Regions from separate parts of the Mus musculus genome. Here all the other regions are linked to region 3. Evidence: chromatin contacts called from public HiCAR-type, HiChIP or PLAC-seq and promoter capture Hi-C data. All regions are on one chromosome and are shown on one strand. The core of a region is the stretch at or near the end of the contact, and the rest is flanking DNA. Distances in the headings are between cores, read along the strand shown. Region 1 holds the start of Ccnjl (cyclin J-like). Region 2 holds the start of Slu7 (SLU7 splicing factor homolog (S. cerevisiae)). Region 3 holds the start of Thg1l (tRNA-histidine guanylyltransferase 1-like (S. cerevisiae)). Region 4 holds the start of Trim7 (tripartite motif-containing 7). Region 5 holds the start of Trim41 (tripartite motif-containing 41).

What was found. Promoter capture Hi-C pulls out the DNA fragments that hold promoters and counts their contacts. HiCAR-type assays count read pairs that join an accessible place to other places. HiChIP or PLAC-seq counts read pairs in DNA pulled down with a chosen protein or histone mark. Capture Hi-C pulls out chosen DNA fragments and counts their contacts.
Region 1: an H3K4me3 HiChIP or PLAC-seq map of embryonic forebrain shows a contact between it and region 3, with 5 times the contacts expected there. The contact joins the promoter of Ccnjl here to the promoter of Thg1l in region 3. A contact is called at or near these places in 2 of 115 datasets of contacts at active chromatin or transcription factors (astrocytes and embryonic forebrain).
Region 2: a contact with region 3 is called in a promoter capture Hi-C map of adipose tissue, with 3 times the contacts expected there. The contact joins the promoter of Slu7 here to the promoter of Thg1l in region 3. A contact is called at or near these places in 2 of 484 Hi-C or Micro-C datasets (CD4 T cells and muscle stem cells) and 2 of 9 other capture datasets (adipose tissue and macrophages).
Region 4: a promoter capture Hi-C map of embryonic stem cells shows a contact between it and region 3, with 4 times the contacts expected there. The contact joins the promoter of Trim7 here to the promoter of Thg1l in region 3. A contact is called at or near these places in 4 of 39 promoter capture datasets (embryonic stem cells, hippocampal neurons, liver and 1 more) and 1 of 115 datasets of contacts at active chromatin or transcription factors (astrocytes).
Region 5: a contact with region 3 is called in a HiCAR-type map of astrocytes, with 7 times the contacts expected there. The contact joins the promoter of Trim41 here to the promoter of Thg1l in region 3. A contact is called at or near these places in 6 of 39 promoter capture datasets (cranial neural crest, embryonic stem cells, hippocampal neurons and 3 more), 1 of 484 Hi-C or Micro-C datasets (uterus), 3 of 115 datasets of contacts at active chromatin or transcription factors (astrocytes, embryonic forebrain and embryonic hindbrain) and 2 of 9 other capture datasets (adipose tissue and liver).

The regions. Positions count from the first base shown.
Region 1 is chr11:43,527,090-43,531,393 of GRCm38.p6, reverse strand. Ccnjl (cyclin J-like) reads right to left here and starts at 2,645. Exons shown (of 6, transcript NM_001045530.2): 1 at 2,427-2,645; 2 at 1,935-2,039. The coding sequence starts at 1,997.
Region 2 is chr11:43,431,900-43,436,161 of GRCm38.p6, reverse strand. Slu7 (SLU7 splicing factor homolog (S. cerevisiae)) reads right to left here and starts at 2,431. Exons shown (of 16, transcript NM_198936.1): 1 at 2,343-2,431.
Region 3 is chr11:45,952,738-45,956,756 of GRCm38.p6, reverse strand. It overlaps Thg1l (tRNA-histidine guanylyltransferase 1-like (S. cerevisiae)), which reads left to right and starts at 1,254. Exons shown (of 6, transcript NM_001080969.3): 1 at 1,254-1,482; 2 at 2,525-2,701; 3 at 3,853-4,019. The coding sequence starts at 1,292.
Region 4 is chr11:48,834,655-48,838,869 of GRCm38.p6, reverse strand. Trim7 (tripartite motif-containing 7) reads right to left here and starts at 1,399. Exons shown (of 7, transcript NM_001347446.1): 1 at 825-1,399; 2 at 1-33. The coding sequence starts at 1,343.
Region 5 is chr11:48,814,720-48,818,797 of GRCm38.p6, reverse strand. It overlaps Trim41 (tripartite motif-containing 41), which reads left to right and starts at 1,407. Exons shown (of 6, transcript NM_145377.2): 1 at 1,407-2,955. The coding sequence starts at 2,143. n-TVcac7 (a tRNA gene) reads right to left here and starts at 256; the gene lies at 184-256.

The sequences.
Region 1 (4,304 bases), core at 1,396-3,895, 2.4 Mb after region 3:
GTTACATTGTTTCCACAAAGCCTCTTCCTCCCTTCATGCCCTAAGGTACATGCAGAAATGACAACCACTTAGCTACCTTAAATCAGGGAAGCATGCTCTCCAGTGGCCCTCATTACCTGCGTTCAGCCAATACTTCTAGAAAGGGCTAAGAATACACTGTTTCACGTACTACCGTACAGCCTCTGTCTCTGCCTTCTGGCCTGGCACTTCTGACCCTCAGGCCTCTGAGAGCTTAGTTAAACTCCCATGCCCTGCTTTTGCAAAGAACTACCAGGACCCAATTTTGTCTCCAGATCCCCAGACTGGAACATTCTGTTCTGGACAGAGCAAAGGAACACGGGAAAGCAATGCCAGAGACATGTCAGCAGGTAGAGGAAAAGAGGAAAAAATAAATAAATAAAATAAAGCATTTGTGTGACTAGAAGAGATTCACTCCCTAATGAGTCAAGTCCCCCTCTCTCACCTCACCTGAATCTGGAGACTCTATAACAGGTCTGCCACAGACACTGAGTATGTTTTGCTGAAAGTGGGAGCCCAGTTCTACAGAGATCTACGGGCCCCAATAAGACAACTTCTGACCTACACTGGCCTGACAAACCAGTCGAGACTACCTCTCCCCTAAATTCATGTCCGTCTAGAACCTGAGAATGTGACCTTACTTGAAAGTCATATCCTTTCAGATGTACCAGTTAAAGTACAGTTACACCCTACTCGGGTAGGGTGGGCTCCTACGAGGAAACAGACACAGACTCTCAGACAGGAGATGACACAGAGGCAGTAAGTTAAGAGCATTCAGAGAGCTGAGGCAATTGAACCATGAATTTAAGGACTGCTTGGACTATACAGTACCTATACAGCTAGCCTGGGCTCCATAACAAGACCCTGTCTCAAAAGCAAACGGATCTTCTGTATCCTTCCAACATCCTGAAATCGGATGCCCACCAGCCTCTAGTACTTTGTTACAGTAGCTCTGCTTCCATTCACACCAAGTCTCCAAACAATCCTTCCCAGCCCAGGTACAGGAAGAAAGAGGCAAAGCCTTCATTCAGTCCTCTGGGTTTTCCCAGTTTCCCAGTGGCCAACAGCAGCCTCAGCAACAGGAGGTGAACTGAGAGGGGGATCAAGTTTCAGCCAGCCCACCTTCTACCACAGGAGGCCAACTGGCAGGGGAGTTTGTGTTTTCTCCCTTAGCTTTCTAGTCTGCAACCTCTTTCGGTTAAGGCTAGTGTGTCTTTTCTTTCTCTCGTTTTGAGACAAAGTGTCCCACTGTGTAGCCCTGTGCTTCCTGGAGCTCCTCCTGACGCTTCAGTTGACCTTGAACTTGTGGAGATCCTTCTGCTGTCTCCACAGTGCTAGGACTGCCCCCAGGCCAGACTTTTAAATTTCATTCAGTTCCTGCCTTAACAATGAATTCCCACCATCTACCTAATATTTCTTTACACCGAACTGTAACTTTACTACGTTTGCATAGATTTATTTAGGCATCTGCTTTACCACTGAGCTATGCACTAGTCTAGTAATTATATTTTAAAAGAAATTGCTACAACATCATTACAATGATAGGGAAAATCAGCATTATGTATAGTAGGTGGTATTATGTGTCTTTGAATTACACACTGTAATGGATACACAGTATTTTTTTTTTAATCCATTCTTGTACCATGTAAAGTAACCTCGGGAGGAAATCCAATGGGATACGAACTATTCTTCATTTAGGTGGCTGGTGAAAAACCGACTTCAAGTTCTTGGATCTCCAGGTCCTTTGCCTGGAAGAAGACCACACTCCCCATGAAGGTAAAAGAGCAGGCGCACAAATAAAAGGGCACCAAGAGTGCTGAGTTCCCATGCGGGGCATCCTGAAGACACCCACAGGAGACCGAAAGTGACTTTAAATACCCAGTCCTTGCGAGTGACAAGGGCGGGGAGGAACTGACCTTCTCGCGCAGAGTGCAGTGTACGTCCGAGGCGACGCGCCCTTCCCACCACGGCTCATCCATCACCGCCGCAGTTATGAAGCTACCGGGATCTCGGGGCGCACCCTGCGAGGACACCAGGAGCTTCAGCGATCGGAGACTCTTCCTTCACCCTGCCCTCAGTGACCCTGATCCTCCTCGGTCCCTGTCCCAGTCCGGGACGGGCGCCCCCTCCTGCCCTGCACCGTGGAGCTGGCTGTCGCCCGCTGTCCTGAAGAGCCAGCAGTGTCCCCGCTCCCCTCCCTCCGCCCGCCCAACCTGGGGCTATCTGGAACTGTGTGCAACAACTTGCAGAATATCCAATGTGCCCCTCTGCAAAAGTTGCAAAGTTGCGGGCTGTAGTAGCTCTCCCAGGGCTGGCTGGGTCACTGGCTCAGAGTCCCCAACTCCTCCCCCGCCGCCTAGCCTTTGTCCTGCTCGCACATCCTGCCCTCGAGCCGGGGCCAGACTCACGCATCGCTGTCCCGGCGTGGGGGGCCGCGGGTGGTGGGTCCCTTCCCGCACCGGGTACGTAGTGCCCTCCGATGGCCGCCCGGTCCCTGGCCTCGCGTGCTCGCGACCGCTGCCTCTGCAGCCCGTCCCGCCCGGCCACCGGCGCGCCCCTGCGTGCGCTCGGTCCCGCCGCGGCTCGCAGTTCGGGCCGCCGGGGGCCTCCCTCCCTCGCTCGGGGAATTGGGGGCCGGGCCTCGCGCATGCGCCGCCAGCACCCCGCGCCCCGCGGGGCGGGGGGCTGGGAATGGCAGTCTTTCTTTCCCCGGCGCTGAGCTGCGCTTCCTGCCCACCCTCCTCCCTCGCCCGGGCAGAAAGCTAGGCTTCACCTTCCCTGGGACTCTGGGGGCGATCCCCAGTGACCCTGCCCCCTTGATCCTGGAGCGCGGGGGACGCGGCGCCACCTGCGTGTGCCGCGCGTGGATCCAGCGGCCAGGACGCCCCCAGAAAGTTCTGACTTCCGCATGCGCTGCTCCTGCCAACCTGCAGACGCTTCCACCTGTCTTTCTTTCTTTTTCAGCCTGCCCTGCGATGGGGAGGTAGATTTTCAAACAATTCCCACAGGAGCCCCAGAGAAGACACCCTTGGATACGCACGAGTTCCTCTTTATAAAGAGGGCTCAGTGAGTATCTTATTGTACTCTTAAGCGTGCATCCATGCTGAGCATTGCAGGGAAACAGTCCTTGTGGCAGGTTGCGGGATAGAAAGCCCTTTTAATTTACTTGTTTTCAGAAAGGCATTTTCTGGAGCCTGCAGTATAATGGCATAACATCCTGCTGTGCTGATTTTTGTGAGCCCTTTGGTGATCCCACTAACTTAAAATCAAGTCCACCAACTACCTGGGTGTTTTTGTTCACCCAGTGTCTTAACCACTTAGAGCTTGGCTTTAGGTAATAGAGGGATACAAACTACAATAATCTGCTGGGGATACATTATGATTAAATGAGAAAGGACACGAAAGAGGATTACCACTAGGCCCGTTAGAAAGTCACCAGTCAATAAATAATTACACGAAAAAGACTTTAGTTTCTGCCTAGTTTTCTACAAGATAGATATTTGTTGTGGTTTGAGACATGGTTTTTCTGTGTAGCCCCAGCTGTCCTGGGACTTGCTCTGTAGACCAGGCTGGCCTTGAACTTGGCGATCTGAGGGAGGTCTTGTAGGACTACAGAGTCCTGTGAGCTGGGACTAAAGGTGTGTGCCACCATCATCAAGCCGCAAGTAAAATTTTACGGGTTAAAAATACAATTTAGTTTTGAAAGGCTACTATAGTACTGCATACCTGCGACATTAGCACTCAGAAGGCTGTCTGTAGCTTAAGGGTTAGGAGTTCAAGGGCAGCCTGAGTTACACAGAAGTTTGAACCCTGTCTAGGCTGAGGGTTTTTTGTTTTGTTTTGTTTTGTTTTTCTATGTTTTTTTTTTTAGCTTTGATGAACTTGTACTGAAAAGAAGTTTTAGCATTTATGAGCCCTCATAAAAATTTAAAAAATACCTGAGATTAAACAAATGTGATATATATGCAATCATGTATGCATATCTTTAGATCAATGTGACCTAAGACCTTCATGAAGAATCAGATGCAAAGCATGGACAGGCAGGCCATCAAAGAAAAAAAAATCTCATGCCCTATTCACTAACAAACAGATACAAACAGATACACAAGTAGATACACAGATACACAAACAGATACATAGATACAAACAGATAACAAACAGATACAAACTACAATTTTAAAAGCTGGAGCAGATCTTTATCAAAGATGTTTTTAGTGTTTGTTAATGTTTTCGGTTGGCATACAAGGTAATGGGTTCCTTTGTGGCATTTCGCACCTATGTGTCCT
Region 2 (4,262 bases), core at 1,182-3,681, 2.5 Mb after region 3:
TCACTGGTTCTAACGGTTTCCCTTACTCAAAAGGCTTTACAAACTGGGCACTGTAATATACAACCTAATCCTAGCACCTGGAGAGCAGAGGGATGTGGATATTCTGGAGTTGGAGGCTAGTCTGGAACTAGGTTGGTCTACATATTGAATCCACAGCTAGCCATGGCTATATAGTGAGACCTTGTCTCAAAATGAAAAAAAGTCTTTACGTATTCTTAGCGCCAATTCTCTCAACACTCCAATTTGTAAGCAGAGAAAGCCATGTATATAAAATTTTAAGGAGCTGGAGAGACGGCTCAGTGGTTAAGAACACTGGCTATTCTTCCAAAGGTCCTGAGTTCAAATCCCAGCATTACAACCATGTGTAATGAGATCTGATGCCCTCTTTTGGTGTGTCTGAAGACAGCTACAGTGTACTTACAAATAACAATAAATAAATCTTTAAAAAAAATTCAAAGACTTTCATACAGATGTTCCTAAATTAGCCCTCCTGCATGTCTCAAACTTATCTTCCATAGGAAAACAAACAAACAAACAAACAAAAAAACCCCAAAAACCTAAAAAAACCAGAGCACATCACTGTTCCCCTTGAAGGCCCAATGCCTTAACAATTACCAAAGTTCAGGGCTGGGGATGAAGCCTCAGTTGATAGAGCGTTTGCCTAGCAGAAGTTTGATTGCCAGTGCAACAAAAACTAGGCCTGGTGGTGCATACTTGATATCCAGCAATCTCGATGTGAATATAGGATCAGAAGACCAAGGTCACCCTTGGATATATAGAGAGTTCAAGACATGAGACCTTGTTAGAAAAAAATAGAGATGGGTCTGTCTACATTCAGGGATGCCTAGCATATCTAGTTCTCTCTGTCTCTGCCTCTCTCTCTCTCTCACACACACACACAAACACACACCACAAAATCACCCATATTCATAGTGTGCCTATTTTTATACCTCTGCTTTGCACTCCTCTGCTCTGGTCACTGACTTCATTTCCATTCCCGACCATTCCATGCCTTCTTTTGTCAGAGATTCTCATTCTTTGGCTTCTATAACATGTTACTGGTTTTCCGTGAACACCTCTCCTGTTCTCGACTTCTCTGCAGGCTCATCTATTTGCACACGTTTATTTAGAGGCTGATTCCTTACAGAGCAGCAAGAGCCTCACTCACCACTCTAAACAATACCAGTTGCCAAGATTCAGGAGGAACAGTATCCCACTACTGGGGTTCCATACTATCTCTCTGCCCTAGACTTTTCATTTGATCTTCAAATCTACACAACCAACTGTGTACATGACATCCACACCCAGAACACTAAGTATTTATCCACAGCATTCCTTAAACTCCATGACTTTCCTGTGAAATTGTGTCTGCCTCCATCTCCCGAGTTCTGGCTTTATAGGCATATGCCACCATAGAGGTCTGTGTATGGGGCAGGTGAGACGGTTCACCTACTGCTCCTGTAGACAACCCTAACTCAGTTCTCAGCATCTATGTCAGGTGGCTCACAACTGTCCCTAACTCCAGCTACAGGGATTCCAAGAAGACTACACACGTTCTTACAAGGGCAAACCCACCTACCTACTTATACACATAATTAAAATAAAATAGACTTAAAAATAAAAACAGAAGTGTTAGAAATCCGTGGTAGTATATACTAGAAGCACAGATTTAATCATCTTCATTTTAACAGTTACCATTTCTTTAATTTACCATGCAGACCGTCACCAAATCTTTACAACCACCCTATTTTATGGTGAGGAAACAAGTTTGGGGCGGGGGGGGGGGGGTTAACACCTTCAGATAACAAGACATTAGTGAGAGACGACAGATCGCAAACCCAAGCCTGACTTTAGTTGGTCTTTCAACCCCTGTTACAAACCACAGACACTGGAGTGCAGGCCTGTCACATTCAAGATTAAGAGGGACTGAAGTGTTTTGTCATTAGGTTCCACTGCTCTGCAGAGGGTCCGGCTCTCTCCGAGTTAGAACTTTAACAGCTCCCACTCACTGATGCAATACGGACATTCTAATTTGACCCTCACAAAATAAGATCATCTCCACCTAACGGAAAAAACTGAACCTCAAAGGAACTCTTTTGGGGACAGAGGGCTCAGCTTCGGTACGGGCTGCTCAGGATGTCCGGCTTACAGTGACCAGGGCTTTTCCTTGAGGAGTCAGCCTCGGTCCGGCTGAACGCGAGGGCGGCGCCTGCGTCCTGGGCCACAGTCTCCACCCGGGTCCGCCGTTCCACGACGGCTCATCACCGCGAGGACTCACTGCAGGGGATACCCGCTCCCCGAGGTCCCCAGTTCGTCTGCTCAATCTCAGAACCCCAACTTACCCAGTCGCGCCGCAGACCACTCAAAACCATCCGCCAGAAACGAAGCGACTCGGCAATGTTTACTTCCGGGTTCCCTGCCTTCTTCCGGCTGCGCAGAGATAACTTCCGGGAGATCGGCACATGCGCATTTGCAAGCGCTTGGCTCTTTTTTTTTTTTTTTTTTTTTTTTTTTTTTTTTTTTGACCCAGAAAGGCGAAGTGATGGCAGTGCAGCTTTCTTTCTGGAACAGCACAGAATCTTTTTTTTTTTTTTTTTTTTTTTTTTTTTTAAAGATTTATTTATGTATATGGATAATCTATAGCTGTACAGATGGTTGTGAGCCTTCATGTGGTTGTCGGGAATTGAATTTTTTTAGGACCCCTGCTCGCTCCGGTCAACCCCGCTCGCCCAGTCAGTCTCTGCTTGCTCCCACCCAAAGATATATAAGTACACTGTAGCTCTCTTCAGACACACCAGAAGAGGGCATCAGATTCCACTACAGATGGTTGTGAGCCACCATGTGGTTGCTGGGTTTTGAACTCAGGACCTTCAGAAGAACAGTCAGTGAGTGCTCTTACCTGTTGAGCCATCTTGCCAGCCTACAGCACAGAATCTTAGCAAAAATGATTATTGAAAATGCTGCAAAGGTCGGCGTAATGGCACACACCTTTAATCCTAGCAGAGATAGGCATATCTTTGAGGTCCTGGCCAGTGACATAGGAAGACCCTTTTTCAAACAAACAAACAAACAAACATCCCCATAAAAAACAAACTCCTGGAAAATAGGCGACTTTGGTGAATTTATTTTTCTTAAAAAAAAAAAAAAAAAAAGCCTTATGCCAGGCAGTGGTGTCACATGCCTTTAATCCTAGCACTTGGGAGGCAGAGGCAGGCAGATTTCTGAGTTCGAGGCCAGCCTGGTCTACAGAGTGAGTTCCAGGACAGCCAGGGCTACACAGAGAAACCCTGTCTCAGGAAAAAAAAAAAAAAAGCCTTATGTTTTTTGTGTGTGAGTTTGCACATCATTGGCGTTAGATCATCTGTGACTGGAAATGCAGATATATGTCTGTGAACCAGAATGAGTACCAAACCGGGGGCTTCTGCAAGAATGACCTGTATTGACTACTGAGCCATTGCTTGGCCATTTTTCTTTATGCTGTCTTGTGGTTATTTATACTTCCCCTACGTGAAGTGCTCTTCAGATATACAGGACTATAGCTAACGTCCCCACCACCTCAGTCAAACAGCCCAAAGTAGTAGACTTTTTAAAAAAGGAACTTGAAGTGGGTTAAGAATGTAAAAATAATTTTGATTTTTCAAGGCAGCTAAAGGCAGAGCAGAGTCCTGCGGACTCAGAGCGCAAGGCTTGAGAGAGGGACCAAGAAGGCAGGGATTATCTTTGGATGAACGCTTTCTGTAAAGCTAAATTAGGAGAGACTTGTATTAGCTGAGGACTCTATTATAAGTTTACCAACCAGGTACATTATTTCCCAGTAACAAGTGGGGATCACAAAGCTGGCCTGGGAACACCATCACTCAGAAAAACATGTCCTTTTAAAGACAGGATGGTGATATTATTTACACTTGCAGTGGACTGGGGAAAAGCAATGTTTCCTGTTGGTGAGAGGGGAAGAAAACCTCTCAAGGAATTAGACAATGTTCACGTGGAAGCTGTGGGAATGTATATAGATTTATTTTTGAAAGCAAGACTTTTGTGTGCTGGTGGTTTAATTCAGAAGTAGATGCAAAGAGAAAATAACAGGTTGAGGGGATAAAAGGAACAGGGAATAGAAGGGACAGTAAAAGTGTAAGTGCTGTGTGTGTGCTTGTGTCCATGCGTGCGGGGCCCCGTGTGTTGTTTTTATTCTTCAACTCCCAGAGTTAGGCTCTTTCTTTTGATGATTAGCATAACACTCAGTAAATATTTGTTGAATGAATTTA
Region 3 (4,019 bases), core at 5-2,504:
AATCACCTCAGATTTGCTCAGTGGCAGCACTAGTCCTCTGGGCTCATTTTGTCACTTCGTCTTATTACTCCTAGCAGTTCTTTCCCTTCTGCCACAACATGTGCCCCAGTCTCATTTTGTGTTTTCTGTGACTCATCTAACTAGGAGGCAGTCACTTCTTCTAGGAGTATACTCTAGTGGAGAGAGGTGTTAGCAACCACGAATTGTATGCCTATTGCTTTCAGGGTATCATTTCATCTGTGCCCAGTGGGCAAAGCTAGGAAATGCATTTTAAAACAATCCTGAGTTCAAGAGTGGGCAGATGGCCCTGTAATTATTATGTTTGCCAGGCAAGCGTAGAAATCCAAAGTCAAATTCTCAACATTCAGATATAAAGTGGGATGTGGAAGCTTATACCCATCAGCCCCAGTGTGAGATAGGCAGAGAGAGGAGGCTCCCTCAAACTTGCTGGCCATCTAGTGACTTCTAGGTCAACCAGTGAGAGCCAGGATCAGTGAAAGGCAGTCTTAAAATTAAGATGAAGGGGGATTGACGAAGATACTTGATGTCTTCCTCTGACCTCCACAGATGCACATAAACTCACCCACACACATACAAAATCTTTTAATAGTGATGAGTACAAATTTTAAATTCACCTAATGACATATGGCAGGGTAACCTGCCTCTGGTATTCACTTTTGGAAAGCCTGAGAAAGGAAGGACACACCATGTGGCTTCCAGGGATCAAAGTTATCACACCTGGCATCAAGCATCTTTACAGACTGAGTTGTCTTGCTGGCCCTTTCTTTGTTTAAATCACACTTTACTGGAACAACCACTAAATAACTCTAGAAAAAAAAAAAAAAAAACCAAACAGGGTCAATGGAAGAAAATACAAAATTGTACAGATGATCAATTTCTATTTTATGTTCCTTGTTTAAACTTACCTAGAAGAATCTAGAAGATCCTCCCCACCCCATCCCCGAACTATAAAGTGATAATTTAGTGTATTTCATCTTAGCAAGGAATTTAGAAATGCTACTTAGAAATGCTTTATAAATGCTATTTAGAAGTACAAGACAAAAAGGTCACAACTATACTTTTAAACTTGGTCACAAAACAACATCTGATAGCTTGCGATTTGCTGCCTACGGGGTAACAGACAGGCACCCACAGCCCAGAAGAACACGCCTGGCAGCCAGCTGAGTTGAAGGCAATAGAGTCAATAGAGAAACCTCCACCGTGGCTAGAGCGGCTCTGACAGCGACAGGAACTTCCGGGGTGGGGCCCGTCCATTGCTTCCTTATGGCGAATGTGGGCTTTCCGCACAGCGAGGATCGGCAGTCTTTTGGCTGCTACTTCCGTTATTTTAAGACGGTGCCTGAGATTGGGGGTGGCCATGGCCAAGAGCAAGTTTGAGTACGTGCGGAATTTTGAGGTTCAGGACACATGCCTGCCGCACTGCTGGGTGGTGGTGCGGCTGGACGGCCGGAATTTCCACCGGTGAGCTGGAGGGGCGGGAGACCGCGTGGTGCGCCCACACTTCCGGGAAGTGCGCCTCTCGTAGTTACCGGGGTAACGCGACAGCCAATGAACACTCAGCATTGAGCGTCGCCTGAAGGACTTGCTAGGTGGTTGAGATATTTAAAAGGAACTGGGTACTGTAATTGGTGAAAAACCCGTGCTACTTTAGCTGAAACCAGTTTGCAAGAACTTTGTGTGTGTGTGTGTGTGGGGGGGAGGTGTCATTTCTCGGTCCACTACTTAAACTTCAGTCACACGTGCGACCCTTTTGTTATTTTTGAGAGTTGTTAAGAGGCCCGCATAAGCCTAACTGTGGTCATGAGTTGATAGTATGTCCCGTTCTCATAGTCAGCTTCATATTACATGAACTGACTGCACTAGAGTCAGGAAGAAAAAAGGAGAGTAAACTATTGGGGACTTAATTTCAATAAAGGGCTATGTTATTCGTTATTACCATTTTATAGCTGTTTAAGTACATAGAGCTATAGTAATGTTTATTGAGCACTTAGTAAGAGCATTTTGATCTCCTAATCAGCAATACAACCTGATAAGGTAATAGTGTTCTCAATTCACCCAGTAAGGTGAAACTTCACAGAAAAGTGGATTGAAGCCTAGCAGTTGTATCCCTTTTTGTCAGTGTGTCAAAGTAAGAAAGAAAAACGTGTTTTTTTTTTTTTTCTGTACATGCTTATGCGTAAGTTTAGGGTTAATGTTGGGTGTCCCTCCTCAGAGCTGTCCTCCTTGTTTTTCTTGAGACAGTCTCTCATGGAACTTCCTTGGAACTCACCAGATACTCTAGCCTGGTGGTCATCTAGCCCCAGGAATCCTGCCTCCACCTCTCCAGCACTGGGATGACAAGCAGGTGCCACCAAGCCCCCACCCTGTTTTATGTTTTGGGGCTAGAACTTGGTCCTGACAGTTTACCTACTGAGCTATCTCTCCATCTCTCTTAACTGCCTCTGTGGATGGTGTTGGTGATGACACTCTCCACCGCTTGTGCCCCTCTCTTTCCTCTATGAAGGTTTGCTGAGGAGCACAACTTTGCCAAACCTAATGACAGTCGGGCCCTCCATCTGATGACCAAATGTGCCCAGACAGTAATGGAGGAGCTGGAGGACATTGTGATTGCGTACGGCCAGAGTGACGAGTACAGCTTTGTGTTCAGGAAGAAGAGCAATTGGTTCAAAAGAAGAGCCAGGTGAGCTTCAAAACCAGCCTCCGCTAGGATGCTCTCCCGTTCTCTGCTCCTCTGTTTCTCATGGCGACAGCTGAGATCCTCAAAGTTGTGGGTGATGCTGCATTTACAGAGTGTACATGTCCTATTTTGACTGTTTCCTTCCAATGAGATCTGAAAATTCTTGTGCTGTGTATTTTTTTTAAGATGCTTTCTTTATTTAATTCTTTTCCTTCTGTATCCTGTCAATCCAGCTTCCAGACTGACCTATTGAATAGTTAGACGGATAAGCAGAGACTTAAGCAGAGACTTTGAGAGAAAAATAGAGTACTGGTGATTCATGGGTAGCATTGCAGGGTCACTCTTTCCATGTATTAAAGAGTTATTTAAACTTTTTAACAAGGAGATCCATCTTATATTGAATTTGGTAGTATACTGAAACTCTTTGGGGAATCAAATTATATGATGAATTGGTATGTCTTCAAAATAATGGTCCCCTTTCTTCCAAGACGGAAAACAATACCATACCCACAAAACAACAATAAGAAAATCTTGAATTATAAATGTATACCAAGTCCTATGGAGAGAGATTTGGTGTTAGTGAGTGTGCTGGCTAGTTTTTTGTCAGTTTGACATAAGCTAAAATTATCTGAGAGGCAGGAACCTCAATTGAGAAGATGCCTTCATAACATCAGGCTGCAGGCAAGCCTGTGGGGCACTTTCTAAATTAGTGATTGGTGGGGGAGGGCCCGCCCACTGTGGGTGGTGCCCTTCCTGGGCTGGTGGTCCTGGGTTCTGTAAGAAAGCAGACTGAGCAAGCCATGGGAAGCAAGCCAGTAAGCAGCATTCCTTCATGGCCTCTGCATCAGCTCCTGCCTCCAGGATCCTGCTCCCTTTGAGTTCCTGTCCTGATTTCCTTCAGTACTGAACAATGATGTGAAAGTATAAGCTGAATAAACCCTTTTCTTCTCAACTTACTTTTGGTCATGGTGCTTCATCATAAGTCAGTAAGTAGTTTAAGTAGAGGCTGACTCCATTGAAAACATATTAAAAGTTTCTCTTAGCTGTCTGGGAGCTTTGTATAATCTCTCTATTGTATCTGCAGATCCAGTCTTGGCGTGGAATTAATACCAAATACTTTCTCTTTTCTTGTTCTGCCCAATGTGTCTTACAAGTAAGTTCATGACTCTCGTGGCCTCCCAGTTTGCCTCCAGTTACGTATTTTACTGGCGGGATTACTTTGAGGACCAGCCCCTTCGGTATCCTCCAGGATTTGATGGGAGAGTCGTGTTGTATCCTAGCAACCAGACTTTGAAGGACTACCTCAGCTGGCGACAGGCAG
Region 4 (4,215 bases), core at 150-2,649, 2.9 Mb before region 3:
CTTCAAGGCCCTCAGCCTGGAATCCAGCAACTCCTGTGGTAGAAGGAAGACACGTGGTCAGAAAATTCTGGATACCCTCTCGTGTACTTTCCTAGAACCATCCAGGAGAAAGCCAAGATTCTGCTCTCAGGAGCAGGAGACTGGATAGATACCATCTCTGGCTATGGGGTGAACAGAGACTTGCAGACTAAGCCTATTGGTGCAGAACAAATGCAGGGGAACTCCAAAGGTCCGGGAGTCTCACTTCCTCAAGGGCATCAATCACGTGGTCTGCGGTGAGAATCGAGACTCCCACCTTGGTTCGGTCTATCTTATCTTCAGCTCTCCTCTCATCCTGTAGGAAGGCTGGAGCACAACAGGGCAGCAGAGACTGGGAGCTGCACACGCCTCTTGTGCCGCAGCCTATCGAGGGACAGACTAAAAGGGAAGATGCCCAGAACCAATGGGCTTCACAGCCCTTCAGACAGACCACCTAACCCAGGACGCTATTCTGTGTTCTTCCTCTTTGAACTTGGTACTTTGTGTAGTGCCACGCCCCTGGGAACGCAGTAGGAGTGTGGCAGTGGATATGTGGGCGTGACAAACAGAATTTCTCCTGGGCAGAGTTACATTAGCGGTTGGGGACAGACAAGATTTCAAGTCCCTGGGGCCATCTTCCAGGCCTCCAGGCATCGGGCTCTGAGGGACGAGAAGAGATGAGGGGAAAACAGTTTTAGAAAGAGAAAAAGGAGACCGGGGCTTTTCTGTAGGACCCTGCCTGCAGTCCGCAAGGAGAGCTGGGAGGGCTGGAGCAGAGCCAGGGCTCCGGGACATCCTGCACCCACCTTGGCCTCCTGCACCGCCTCCTCCAGCGGCAGCACGGCGTGCGAACGGTGCTCGCGGGCGCGGTCGCACACCACGCAAATGGCGCGGCCGTCGTCTTGGCAGTAGAGCTTAAGTTGCTCTCCGTGTTGGGAGCACCGCGCAGCCGCCGCCCGGGCAGGCACCGCTGGAGTCCCGCGCTCCCCGGGGGCGGTGGGGGGCAGGCTGAAGCGCCGAAGGAGCGAGGCCACCGCGGCCAGCTGTCGATTGGGTCGCAGCTGGCTGGGGCGCGCGGGCTCGCGGCACTGAGGACAGGGCAGTGGGCAGGGCAGCGTGCGGGTCGCCGTGCCGGTCCCAGCTCCGGGACGCTCCCAGCAGCGCATAATACAGGCTCGGCAGAAGCTGTGGCCGCATTCGACTGACACCGGCTCCCGGAAAAACTCTAGGCAGATGGAGCACGTCGCCTCGCCTTGGAGCTCTGCCGCTAGGGCCAGCGCCTCGGCTCCTGCGTTCGGCCCGGTCCGCGGCCCCACAGTCGCCATCCGTGTCCTTAGTACATTCGAGTCTTGTGGCTTTGGGGAGGTCCCTGGATGCTACTGTCCAAGCTGGGCTGAGCTCCGAGTACCCACTGGGCGAGGAGGGGCGGGGCCGGCAGCGGGCAAGCTGAGACGTGAGCCGAGGGTGCACCCAGCTGAGAATGGAGGCAGGTGCTGCCCTTTCTCTGGGTTCCCAAAGCCACCACCCTAGCCCCGATCTCCCTTTTGTCGACCCCCCTTCCACCGCCTTTCTAGGCCGCCCAGTATGGCCCAGTCAGCAGTAGGGAACTGTCGGGGACAGGTGAGCGCGCAAGGCCAGCTGGGCTCCACTCCCAGTAGCTGACCTAGGCTGACCCTGCCCTACAGGGGCAAAGGCCTGGCTCCCGGGACAAGGTGTCTGGTTCCCCGCATACCGACTCATCCTGGCACTGCGCTGAGCTAAACTTAGGGTCTGGAATTTGGCTCTACCTCCTCATCCCAAGCGTGGCCTTTTGTCCACTTTTGTAACTACATCATCTCTTACAGTTATCCCTTTAATTTTGAACAAGTAATACAGCCATTTACCCTCATTTCATTCAGAATCCACACCTACCCCAAATCCCTCTGTCTCTCCCCAGCTGGTATACAGCTGGGTTCCAGGGACCGTTTTGTTTTTGTTTTTGGAGTAGTTTTTCTATCCTTTCATTCTGGAGGCCACTTGGGTCAAGCTTCTTTCTCTGCCTCTCTCAAAACCTCTCTTGTCAATGTCTCTATCCACTCGCCCAATTCTAACCGAGAGTTGCAAACCTCACCTCTCTGGTGTGTCTGTCCTTCCTCACAGCATTTTCTCCTCGCCACTCGGGATGCTACCACCTCCATTTCTCTCCGGTCTATGACCTCCTACTTTCTTCTTGGGTTCTAGAGTCCCCCACTCGGCTCCTTGCCCTGGTTCAATCCCCCGGCCTCAGTCACCACACTCTACAATCGCTTCCATTTTTAAAAAATTTTTTTAACTTTAGAGAACCCTTTCAGAGCCCATGTCTCCACAGTATCCATCAGAGCCCTCTGCTCAAACCCCACCAGTGAGTGGCTGCTAACTCCCAGGAAAGAAGTTGAAGTCTTCATAATAACCTCAAGGCTCTTGCTTGACTCTCCTCTTCCACCATGGGACGTTTTAAATTTTCTGCAAACTCACCTACAATTATTTTGAAGATAAGGAACATTATTAGGTCAGTTGAAGAAACAAGTGAATCCCTGGACTAAAGAATGGCCACCGGTTTCAGGCACAGGACAACTGATGGTGAGCTAAGGCTCTTCTGGTTCACCAAGAACTCAGAGTCATGACATCGAGGACCTTCGGTGATGTGTTATTTGCTGGGCCTGGTGGCACAGACCTGTAAATCACAGCGTTAAAGGGCACGGGGTCAGGAGTTCAAGGTCATCCCTTGTCATAGCCATCCCATCCCCCATGGTCAGCTTGGGTTATATGAAACCCAGCTTCAAAAAAAAAAAAAAAAAAAAAGTTTTTTTCTGTGGAACTCTCAAGTATCTCGCTTATGCCTTTGCAGTTTTTATTTTAACTTGGTCACTTTTTCTATCCAAATCTCTCATTCACATACAATATGTAATCCAGTGTGGCAAAGACCTCTTGAGTATACAGCAGAGCACCTGACTCACGGGGACACCATATTGAAGCAGTTTGATTAGTTTATGGTTGACCTGCGACTGTCACCCAGACACACAACTAGCTCTTTACCAGCGAGCCAGTCCCTGGGCTCATCTCGCTGATCTGTCTTCTGGCCAAAATCTGTACAGTGTGATACCCGGCGTCTCCAGGCCTCCTCTCAAATGCTACTTTATCCATGAAGCCTACAGACCATCACACACAGATTTTGTTACAGGGCCACAGACTTAATAGGCCCTGAGATCTTAGCACAACTGACTCCATGATGGAAGTGCCATTACAGGCTGTCACACTCAGCGTTTAGACAGCACCACCTGCCAAAAACCTAATCCATCTAAAGCAAAGACCTAATCCATCCAAGTCTGCATCGCTCTGAGGAAAATCTCTAAATGTACTAACCTTGCTTCTATAGATCTGCTTCTGGCCAACTGTTCTGGTTAACTGAAGAATGTCAACTCAGACCATGCTTGTGTATTTAAAAGCTCACCCTGAGAAGGGCTCGGGGCTACACTGGGATCCTGTAAACCCAGTGTAGTAGTCAGATGACAAATAAAGACGTTCTATTGGCTTCTACCCATGTCTGAGCAGGAGTCTATGGTGAATACCTTACAACAATTTACGATTGGCGGTGGGGGTAGGGATTGGAGATGGTTCAGTGGGTAAGTACAGAAAGGATCCAGGTTCTCAGAACCTGTTTACAACTGTAACTAGAGTTACAGAGGATGGAGTGACTTCTGACCTCCTTAGGCACTCATAGTACACATACATACATGCTGGCAAAACACTCATTACATAAGATGAATAAACCTTTATTAACAACAACAACAACATCGAGCACTGGAAAACCTGCCCACCTCCTATGCACTTACTCCATTTAGAGCACTTAACTTCATTATTTCGTTTAAACATTTTATATTTTACTACATTATCTTGCATTTAAAACAAAAAGCAAACGTATCTTTCTTTTTCGGGTCACGGTTCTATTTTGTCCTAAGTGCCTGATGAGTAAGTCTCTCTCAATTTTTCCAACCCTCTTCTCAGTTTCTACTCCCGAATCTGTCTGCCCTCGGGTATCTCTAGGGGGATGACCAACTTTGTTAGTGAGGATCGGAGGAATACTCCGGACAGCCAATGACTGGTTGTGATTTCTTTCTTTTTTTTTTTTTTTTTTCCATTTTTTATTAGGTATTTAGCTCATTTACATTTCCAATGCTA
Region 5 (4,078 bases), core at 158-2,657, 2.9 Mb before region 3:
CACAAAAGTGCTTCAAATCGTTGTCCTTTCTAAAGGACGTTCATCCCATGTAGTTTTAAGAACCCATTGCTTGTGATTAAGAGCCTCGTGCTTTACCAGTTTTAATTATTACAGTATTATGAAAATGTCACTGACGTCCAAAAGTGCCCTTGTCTTGGAGAGGTAAAAACGCAGTCTAAAAGTTGTTTCCGCCCGGTTTCGAACCGGGGACCTTTCGCGTGTGAGGCGAACGTGATAACCACTACACTACGGAAACTACACATTCTAGGAGGCAACTGGGAAGTACTTAAAGCTACAACTGGACAGACTTACGTTCACTTCTTAAAACCAGACTTGCTCCATGGTTTGTTCAGTTGGAGGTGCTCTGAGTCACGGTACCCAACTAAATCTGGGCTGCGCTCAGAGGATATGGTGCGTCAGTTATTTATGACCCACAAACAAAACAAGCAAAAAACCAAAACCAAACAACCGCACGAGAAATGCTTTGGATCTACAGGGATAGAATTCTCTCATAAACAATTTCCATTTCGGATGAAAAGACATGAAAGGTATGCACGGCCCACATAAAGTACTAAAGTTTGAGTAAACCCATAGCACTTGAAAAATATGTTTATTTAATGAGAACACACAGACTTGTCTCAAAACCCAAAGGACTATGTTTTCGGAAAAGTGTCTTTACTGGCCGGCCAGCCTTCCTAGAGAAATTCTGTTTTCTTCTATAGACGAGAATATGGTAGAGTAGCTAGCCCTTAACCTCTTTACCAGATACTAGAAACCGTTCTGACCGTTTTACATGACGACATCCTCACAAAATCCTGTGAGGCAACAACTCTGATTTGTTTTATATGATTTACGTTATATTACTATATACTTTATATAGCCATTCAGAGTACCGAATACACTTAACGTTGCTTGCCCTCCTATATATACTCCAGTGTTCAGCCACCTTCACTTTTTAAACTTAATTCATTCCAAAGATTCTCTGTCATATAGTTGAACACTGTTGCATTTAATATGGATGTGGATATTAATAATAAATGATGGGACAAGTGACCGGTTGGCAGGATTTGGTTTTGTTTTGCTGGCTTGCTTTGACTGGTTGGTGGTTGTTTTCTGGGACAGGGTCTCACTTTGTAGTCCAGGTTTGATAAACATGGAACTTGCCACAGTTCCGCGGCCTCTGCCTCTACAGTGCTGGGCTTGCAGGAGCGCTGTGGTCCGCCAGCAAAGTGGCAGTTCCTAAAGCCGGCGAGAAAACGCCCAGTCCAGCGGGAGGGCGGAGCCTTTCGCTCCAGTCCCAGCCGGTTTCGTCAGGCTCCGCCCAGAATCCCGCTCGGAGGGACCCCCGGACTCGCAAACGAACGAACAAGTTTCGGGTCTAGAGGGGCCGGAAATATGAGGACGCTGAGCGGGCCCGCCCCTCAGCTTCCGGCACTGGTCCTGGGAGTCCCTTCTGCAATCGTCCGTGCCTGGTCGGTAGGATGGCGCTAGGCCGCTGCGGTTGGAGCACGGAGAACAGGGCGCTGCTCAACGTCCTCGCCACCCTCCGCTGTCCGTTCCCGCTGGCAGGGCATGGGGGCGCCTTCCGCTCCGTACGCGTTCTTCGCGGCCAGTCATCACCGAGACGTGGGCCTCCGCCGTCCTAGCCCTCCCGTCCTGTTCCCGAGTGTCAGCTAGAGCGTCTCCTTCTCGTTTCCGGTCGCTCTGCAGCCTGGGGCGGGGCGTGGGAGAAGGGGGCGGTGCCTCGCCGGGAACTCGTGAGTTCAGGTAGTGCGGAGACGCCGGAAGCGTTGGGAGGGAGGCCGGAAGCCGGGGGGCGGGGCCAGGAAGTGAGGAGGGGCGGGGGTTTATGAGCAGGCCAGGGGAGCGTTGGGGCAGATTTGCACTCAGGTCCACCTGAGCGGCTTGTCGGTGGGGCTCCCCTCTGTCCCCTCCCCTCTGTGAGACACGGTGGTCGTCTGGGGGTAGGGGACTGTGCGTGGCGGGGTGGGCTGGTCGGAGGACATTCCTTTGGCCTTGCCGCAGGCAAGGTGCGGAGAGGTTGGGCTCGGGGTGGGGACGGGGCTTCGGGAAAGGGAGACCCCCCCGCCCCACCCCCCGCTCCCCCCACCGCACTTCTACCCTGGCTGACTGGACACTAAGATGGCTGCCGTTGCCATGACACCCAACCCTGTGCAGACCCTTCAGGAGGAGGCGGTGTGTGCCATCTGCCTCGATTACTTCACGGACCCGGTGTCCATCGGCTGCGGGCACAACTTCTGCCGAGTGTGTGTAACCCAGTTGTGGGGCGGGGAGGATGAGGAAGACAGAGATGAGTTGGATCGGGAGGAGGAGGAGGAGGAGGTCGGAGAGGAGGAAGAAGTGGAGGCTGTCGGGGCTGGCGGGGGCTGGGACACCCCTATGCGGGAAGAAGATTATGAGGGTGACATGGAGGAGGAGGCCGAGGAGGAAGAGGAAGTGTTCTGGAGTAGTGGTATAGGTGGGTCTAACTGGGACAACATGGACTATGTGTGGGAGGAGGAGGAGGAGGAGGAGGAGGAAGAACTGGACTATTACTTGGGGGATGTGGCGGACCTGAGAGGGGAAGATGAGGACGAGGAGGAGGAAGTGCTGGAGGAAGACGAGGAAGAGGAGCTAGACCCGATCACCCAACTGCCGCCACCTCCAGCCCCTCGGAGATGCTTCACTTGTCCCCAGTGTCGAAAAAGTTTTCCTCGGCGGAGCTTCCGCCCCAACCTGCAGTTGGCCAACATGGTCCAGGTGATCCGTCAGATGCACCCAACTCCTGGGCGAGGGAGCCGTGTGAATGAACAAGGCATCTGTCCGAGACATCAAGAAGCCCTGAAGCTGTTCTGTGAGGTGGATGAAGAAGCCATCTGTGTGGTGTGCCGCGAATCCAGGAGCCACAAACAGCATAGTGTGGTGCCATTGGAGGAGGTAGTGCAGGAGTACAAGGTGAGTAACACAGGGGCGGCAGAGTGGAGTCAGGATGGGGAGGAGAGAACGGGGACTGGGGATGGACGTGATGCCGGTTCTCCCAGCAGGACCTTGCCATTGGAAAAATGGTTCTCCCCGTCCAAGCACTGACTTCAAGGTGGGTAAATGAGAAGGATCCTCTAACTGGCTCTGTGGCTTAGAGACAGGCAGTGCTTCACTCCAGTCCTATTTTCTTCTGGGTGAATCTTAAGTCTTATCCATGACAGAGCTACTTCAGATGGGAAGGAATGGAGACCTAAAAGAACAAATGAAGGGTCTGAAACCGGAGCATAGAAATAACTAGTGTCAGGTTCCAAACACTTGTCTCTCAGCGGGTCCCACACTTATCCTAGGCTATGAGCTTCGTTGCTTTCTCTCTGCACCCAGTCTCATGTATTTACCAGAAAAGAGAGAGGCTCTTAGGGCAAGACGTCTTGCTCAAGTTTCAGAGTGTCTTTGAACTTTCATTACCACAGGCATATGGCCACCTTTTATAGATTATCGTTTATAATTCAGAGTCACTGTGAGTTTGATGTTTGCTATTCTCATTTTATTGATTGGGAAGCAGGTTTATGTTCTGAACTTGGAGGTTTATATGTTGTGCAGCTTTAGAGATAGACTTTGATGTGACCATCCTCCTCTTGGGGCCTACATCCTACTTGGATATTTTAGTTTGACCTTTCTGACCTGACTGTTCTTGGAATGTAATTTCGTTTGGTTAACTGTCTGGCTCTTTATTTCCCTGATTCTTTGGACATATGTGAAGGACGTTTATCTATGAAACAGCCAGCACAGATAGAACTATCTTCAGATTTGAGTCAGGAACTAGGAGGAGAGTGGAGCCTCTGTTTGCTGGCCCAGATCTTTGTTGTTTGTGATTCAGTCAGTGACTTCATTTAGGTGATCATCATCACCTCAGCTTAGAGACTAAGGCTTCACAGCTCATTGTCCGTTACTAGAGTAGGTTTTTAAAACTACAGTGGGCCTTATTGCAGAAGTCCAGAATCAGTGAGAGGATCTGTAGAAAACCTAAGATGGGCATGGTACAGCAAGCCCCTCAACTGAACGCTTGGGAAAGTGGAAGCAGGAATATCAGTTCAAG